Regions from separate parts of the Mus musculus genome. Here region 1 is linked to region 2. A link is a contact called in public HiChIP or PLAC-seq data. All regions are on one chromosome and are shown on one strand. Each heading gives the region's core, a stretch centred on a gene start, on an enhancer-like site or on the middle of the called end of the contact. The rest is flanking DNA. Distances are from core to core; before and after follow the strand shown. Region 1 overlaps Tada2a (transcriptional adaptor 2A). Region 2 overlaps Synrg (synergin, gamma).

Region 1 (3,302 bases), core at 57-2,556, 110 kb after region 2:
TTGGCTTGAACTCCTGATCTTCCTGCCTCAGGCCCCAACGGCTGGGATAAAGGTACCACCCAAGTAGATTTTTTGTTTGAGATAGCCTCTTTGCTCTCAGGCTTTCTAGTGCTAAAATTAAAGATATATTCAGGAGATTGTCCCTGTGTTGCTGTTTTAACGTGCAGACCTTAAAACAGCAACACAGGGACAATCTCCTGATGATAACGCTAAAAGAACAATACTATTGAAAATCAAAATTAGCCAGGCGTGGTTGCGCACGCCTTTAATTCCAGCACTTGGGAGGCAGAGGCAGGCGGATTTCTGAGTTTGAGGCTAGCCTAGTCTACAAAGTGAGTTCCAGGACAGTCAGGGCTATTCAGAGAAACCCTGTCTCAAAAAACCAAATAAATAAATAAAAATTAATCCATTAATGTGCCATAGGTGTGCTTGTGTGTGCCAGTGCACCTGAGAGGCAGAGCTAGGCAGATATCTGTTGAGTCTGTGGCCAGGAGCACTACATAGGGATTTAGTTAGTTACAGGCCAGTCAATGTTACATTGTGAGACCCTGTGCAAACTACATATGACACTGAATTATTTTCCCTACACTTATAAACATGCTGTGGAGACAACTACAAAAACATTTTAAGTGATGGTTACATTGTTAGAATAAATGTAGAACAACTTCTCTTTTTTTTTTTGTTTTGTTTTTTCAAGACAGGGTCTCTCTGTATAGCCCTGGCTGTCCTGGAACTCACTTTGTAGACCAGGCTGGCCTCGAACTCAGAAATCCGCCTGCCTCTGCCTCCTGAGTGCTGGGATTAAAGGCGTGCGCCACCGCGCCCGGCTAAATTCAGAACTTCTGAAAGCACCCATTTTAATAAGAAAGTCCTATTTTCATGTAAAAGCTACTTTAGTCTACAAAAAGTCTGACTTACACTAAATGCTCAATAAATGACAGCCGCCACTATTACTTAAGTGACATTGTTCCATAAGCTTCTCTCTGAAGGGGAGAGGTAGCTGAAAGATGAGAGCAGTTTTCTGCTGCTTGCCAAGGTTAGCTCTTTAGCTCCCAGACTTCTCAGACAAGTGCAGTGAAACAGGTTTGACATTGTAATGGATTGTAACGAGAACGGATGGATCAGTCAGCCCCTCTTTTCTTTCCTCCAGTTCCCTCCCTTTTATTACCTCCTTTTCCTTTTCATTGAGTTTCTCTGTACCAGGGAGACCCGTGAGGTTCAATGGTGGTGCACTTCGCCTTCCTATGGACGCAGATTCAAAAGAACAAATATCTCAGAGGTGTAACTATTCAAGTGTAAAACAGAAAGCCTGACCCACTCCTGTAGGCTGGTTTAGCTAGCTCCTCAGTCAATAAAGTGGTTTGAATGAGAACAGCCCCAACAGGCTGATATTTAAATGTCTAGTCCCCAATTGGTGGAACTGTTTGGGAAAGATTAGGAGGTGTGGCCTTAATAGAAATATGTCACTGGGGGGAGGTGGTGGGCTTTGAGGTTTCAAAAGCCTCTAGTTATTCCCAGTGTGTGCTCTGCTTCCTAACTGCAGGTCAAGATGACAGCCCTTGGCTCTTTCTGCTGCCATACCTTTGCCCTGGATCGTGGAGTCTAATTCTTTGCAACCATAGCCCAAATAAACCCTTTCATTTATAAGTTGCCTTGGTCAAGGTGTCTTATCATAGCAGTAGAAAAAGTCACCAACACAGTCACTCTAACATTCATTTGAAATAAAAATAACAATCTATAAGCTCTCTGCCCTATCAAAGTACAGATACGATCATGCACACCTTCGTCTCAATGAATGATCGGCATAGTGGAGTCATTAGTTATCTGTTTCTCTCAAACAGGTTCCTCTAAATTCTGGAACCAGATGTCCATCCTGAACAGAAAGAGTATGTTCTAATCTGTCTTGACAGCTGACAAACGGAGACAGGAATCCCTCAGGAGATATTCTCTCTTGTCACTAGTCTTTAGCAGGACAAGTCACACGTGGTAATTAACCAAGTACTATATACCTTCAGATCAAAGGCAGAGTCACCACCAAAGGTCTTGCTTGTTCATTTATTTTTCTTTGAAAAGAAGTGGGTGATGTTTAACTCAAAAGATCCACACTGGAACAAGCCAAATGCTATAGTTACTATATAGTAAAGCAGTGACCAACTTCATGTCTGAGAAAGAAACCTAAGCAGGAGGCAGCCAGGCCAGACTAATGTGTGGTTTTGTTTTGTTTTGTTTTTTTAAACTGTATTGTGATGGGCATAAAGTGTGTATGGTGCAAGGCACAGATGTGAGGTCAGAGGACAACTGTGTGGTGTTAATCCCCACTTCTAGCTTTAGTGGCTTGCTAGTCTCGCATCCAAGCATCTTTTCCTTGGAGCCATCACCTGTGCCTGGTTTTATTCTGAATTTAGTCTTAGGATGAATGCTCAGATGGGGATGGATGCAATGAGGTAAGTTTTATGAGGGCTGGCACTGGAACGGGGCAGAAGGAACTGCTTAATTTGTTCTGGAAAACCTGATTCTCAAGGACATCAAAAGGGCCGAGGGCTTACCCTGCTCAGAAATAGAGATGAAATCATGGACTACCTCGAAAGTCTCTCCCAAGGCTAGGCTACAATCATGAATGCCGGGCTCCCAATCTTTACTGCTTGAAGAGCAACTCAGAGCATAAATGGGAACCAGGAAACTCAACAATGACACAAGGGGAAGGAAGGCAGGCAGGCCAACTTAGGAGGAAATTGTGAGTGACACAGAAAAACCAAAAAAAAAAAAAAAAAAAAAAAAAAAGCTGTGTACTCAATTTAATTAGCAAGTATTAAAATTTTTAAATGCTTCTTTTACAAAAAAATCCAGGTTCAGTTTCCAGCACTCAATTAGGGAGCTCACAACTGTCTGTAACTCTAGTTCCAGAAGACCTGATGGCCTCTGCAGGCACATGTGGTGTGTGTGTGTGTGTCAGTATCAGGCACATACACTTAAAAAAAGTACTTGAAACAAAGGAAAATGATTATCTACTAAGTGCCTGAATCTGAGCACTATTAGAAAAATATGACTTTCCATTCTCCTAACTCAGTCTCCCAGTGCTGGGGTTACACGTGAGTGTCATCATAGCTAGTGTTACAGAAAAAATTTCAAAGGTTTGTGTTACAGAGAACGGTGAACTGGCAACTGGGTAACAGTAAACCACTATGGATCTGATGGTGGAGTGGTCTGGATATTCAGATTAGGAGAAATGCTGTCATATGGGGCAAGGGTGAGTGGCGATTAGGACCACAATTTTGGCTCAGGAACTTCACAACTAGTACCAT
Region 2 (3,171 bases), core at 201-2,700:
TGAAGACATTTATTGTGTGTGTATGTGTTTGTATGTGTGTGTCTGTATGTGTGTGTCTGTATGTGTGTGTCTGTATGTGTGTGTGCCTGTCTTAGTCAGGGTTTCTATTCCAGCACAAACATCATGACCAAGAAGCAAGTTGGGGAGGAAAGGGTTTATTCGGCTTACACTTCCATACTGCTGTTCATCACCAAAGGAAGTCAGGACTGGAACTCAAGCAGGTCAGGAAGCAGGAGCTGATGCAGAGGCCATGGAGGGATGTTCCTTACTGGCTTGCTTCCCCTGGCTTGCTCAGCCTGCTCTCTTATAGAACCAAGACTGCCAGCCCAGAGATGGCACCACCCACAAGGGGACCTCCCCCCTTGATCACTAATTGAGAAAATGCCTTACAGCTGGATCTCATGGAGGCATTTCCTCAGCTGAAGCTCCTTTCCCTGTGATAACTCCAGCTGTGTCAAGTTGACACACAAAACCAGCCAGTACAGTGCCTGAGTGCATATTTGTGTACGGCTGAATGTTGGAGTCTATGAAGGTCAGAAGAGTTGTCATATCACCAGGAACTGGAGCTACCTGTGGTTTTAAGTCACATGCTGGGACCACAGAGGTGCTGGGGATCGAATCCAGGTCCTCTGTCAAGAGCAGCATGTGCTCTTAACCATCGTTTTGGAGGGGTTTGCTGTTACTGTTGTTTTTAGTGACTTTTTTTTTTCTCCTTAAAAATGCATGTAGTTTGTGTCTGTGTATCAGTCCCGCAGTAGGTGTGTACATGTAGGTAGGAGGATAGATAGTTCATGTGAGTTGGTTCTCTCCTTCCGCCAGGAAGGTTCTAGGTATTGAACTTAGGTTGTCAGGTTTGCCCCTTCCCCACTGAGGCAACTCACCAGCTCTTGTTCTGTTTTTGAGACAGGATTTCATGTGCCCCAGGCTTTTCTGGAACTCACTATGAAGTTGAGAGTGACCTTGAACTCCTGATCCTCCAGCCTCTAACTCCAGGGTATGGGGATCACAGGCTTGTGCCACCTTGTCCAGCATGAGGGCTTTTTAAAAGCATTTTAGAGTAGGCTTTTCATCATTTGAAGACTTGAAGCACAGATCATTTCTAAAAACATTCACAACAGCAGTGCTGCCCACAGTACAGTGTGGACTTGATCGAGAGAGAAGGAGAGAAAACTTACTTTTCACTCTGTACACTTTTGTGCTTTAAATGTTCCATTCAAAATACCCGAACCACCCATTCAAATGCAGAATGACCATTAGGACGTAACAATGGGAGAGGGACAGGCTGTGTCGCCTCTGTTCTGGTCACCAACAAGACCCCACACTCTCTGCCTTTGGTGTCCTTTCAGTTCTCTTTCTTGGATGTCTGTGTTGCTGGCTCCTTCCTTCCTTCAGGTCCTTGTACTCATACCCCCTGCTCACAAAAGCATGCCACAGAAGAGCGAGGGCTGGGTCCTCTGGCTCCTGTCTTCCCATTGTTCTGTAGTCTTGCCCCAGCTCTTATGGTGACTTGACCTGTAGGGGTTTGGTTTTTTGTTTTTATTGTTTGTTGTCTCCAATTACAGCATGATTTCCATAGGGTAAAGTTCTGGGTCTGTTCACTGCTGTGCTGTTAGGATGCTGGCTGCCATGGAGTAGACCCTGGAGAATCTGAACAAAGCACTGAATGGGTCAGCAAGTAGCCTGCCTCTGCCAGCTGTTTCCTGTCGATGCAAATATTTGTGCTTCTGAAATTAGGCAGTAAGAAACACGGAGAGCAAATGATGAAACAAGAGAGATGTGTATATTGTTTTTTCCCTTTACTGTGTAGTATATGTTTGGTTTCTGAAATAGCATCTGACTGTATATTCCTACCTCTAGCCTCTCTAACCTCTGTCCTGCCCTAGTCTACCCACTGCTGGAATTACAGGCAGTTTCCACCATGATATCTCTGTGCTTCTTTCAGATGAATATTTGTTAAAGAAAGAAAGTGAGGTGGGGTGGGGGGGCATGATGGTTAAGCCAGTACTCAAAGGCAGACAGGCAGATCTCTGTGATATGAGACCAGCCTAATCTATACAGTAAGACCCTGTCTCAAAAATAAACCAGGAAGCAAAACCTCATTACCTGCAGCATTGCATTATCGTCCACAATTGGGAACCACAAATCAAGTTTTTACAGTGTTCCTGTGGTGTAAAGTAAACTGGTGATTTTTATATTGGGCTGCATTCATGATTATCCTCAGATCAGCTGCATGCAGCCCACAGGGTGCACATGCCTGATAGGATTGATAAGCTTGAGGGTGTGGTAAAGTGCAAAATTAGAACATAATTTGTGCTCAGGCTGTTTTATTCACTGCCAAGCATAAGGCATATGGAACTGTCCCCTTTTATAGGAGACACTGATTGTTTACTAAACCCCAAAGGGCTATTTGTACTTCTCTGCTCTTGGGACTATTTCACTGGAGAAATTTAGGAGATACAAATGCACACGAGACGTTCCCCATGGTTTTCCTGTCCCCGTGTTATATGTGCTTCACACAGCAATGGCTGTGTAAGTGTTCATGTAAGGACAGGGAAGAAGAATAAAATTACCTTGACATAATAAGCATTAAGCTATTTTACAGATGAGAAACGAGGGCACAGACGAAGTTGAGAAAAAACAGGAGTGGTGGTATACACATGTAATTCCCGCACCCAGGAAGTTAGAGGCCAGCCTGGCTATAAAGTTAGTTCTAGAGTGTGGGGGAGGGTCTCAGAGACACGTACAAACATACAGAGTAAGGGAACAAACAAGCAGATAACCCAATAGATAGTAAGCAACCCATTCATTCGGCTCCCAGAGTTCATGATCGTACGTGTTATTATCTACTGTTATGTAGTAGGCAATCCCCAAACTCTACAAAGTAAGCATCTTGTTATGCTGTTATGTGCCTAGGAGTCAGGAATTCAAGCGGGGCTTTGCTGGAGGTTCTGGCTCAGAGCATCTTGTGAGTGGTAGTAAAGCTGTCAGGCAGATTTGCAGGCATCGGAAAGTTTTGTGGAGTGGAAAGATGTGCTGTTCCTAGGATGTAGCAGGGCCTCCCCAGCACAAACACTCCAAAAAAGCAAGAAGATAACAACTGCCCTTGGGAGCCAAGGTGCAGTGGCACACATCAGTAGTTGCAACTTTTGGAGATGGAGGCAGGAGGGTCGG

Evidence for each region. HiChIP or PLAC-seq counts read pairs in DNA pulled down with a chosen protein or histone mark.
Region 1: an H3K27ac HiChIP or PLAC-seq map of embryonic stem cells shows a contact between it and region 2, with 6 read pairs. The contact joins two enhancer-like sites. A contact is called at or near these places in 4 of 39 promoter capture datasets (cranial neural crest, liver and pre-B cells), 2 of 484 Hi-C or Micro-C datasets (embryonic stem cells and nephron progenitors), 2 of 115 datasets of contacts at active chromatin or transcription factors (craniofacial prominence and embryonic stem cells) and 3 of 9 other capture datasets (adipose tissue, liver and pancreatic islet).

What each region holds. Positions count from the first base shown.
Region 1 is chr11:84,080,870-84,084,171 of GRCm38.p6, forward strand. Tada2a (transcriptional adaptor 2A) reads right to left here. Exons shown (of 16, transcript NM_172562.3): 15 at 1,169-1,242. Among named protein-coding and RNA genes, the nearest start is that of Dusp14, 14 kb to the left of the region's middle. Within about 2 kb of position 1,307, at least 3 of the 459 cell types and tissues checked have an H3K27ac peak or open chromatin away from gene starts, as enhancers often do. A contact at or near this core is called in embryonic stem cells, where this site is marked.
Region 2 is chr11:83,973,456-83,976,626 of GRCm38.p6, forward strand. The region is part of intron 2 of Synrg (synergin, gamma); the gene reads left to right. Among named protein-coding and RNA genes, the nearest start is that of Synrg, 11 kb to the left of the region's middle. Within about 2 kb of position 1,451, at least 14 of the 459 cell types and tissues checked have an H3K27ac peak or open chromatin away from gene starts, as enhancers often do. A contact at or near this core is called in embryonic stem cells, where this site is marked.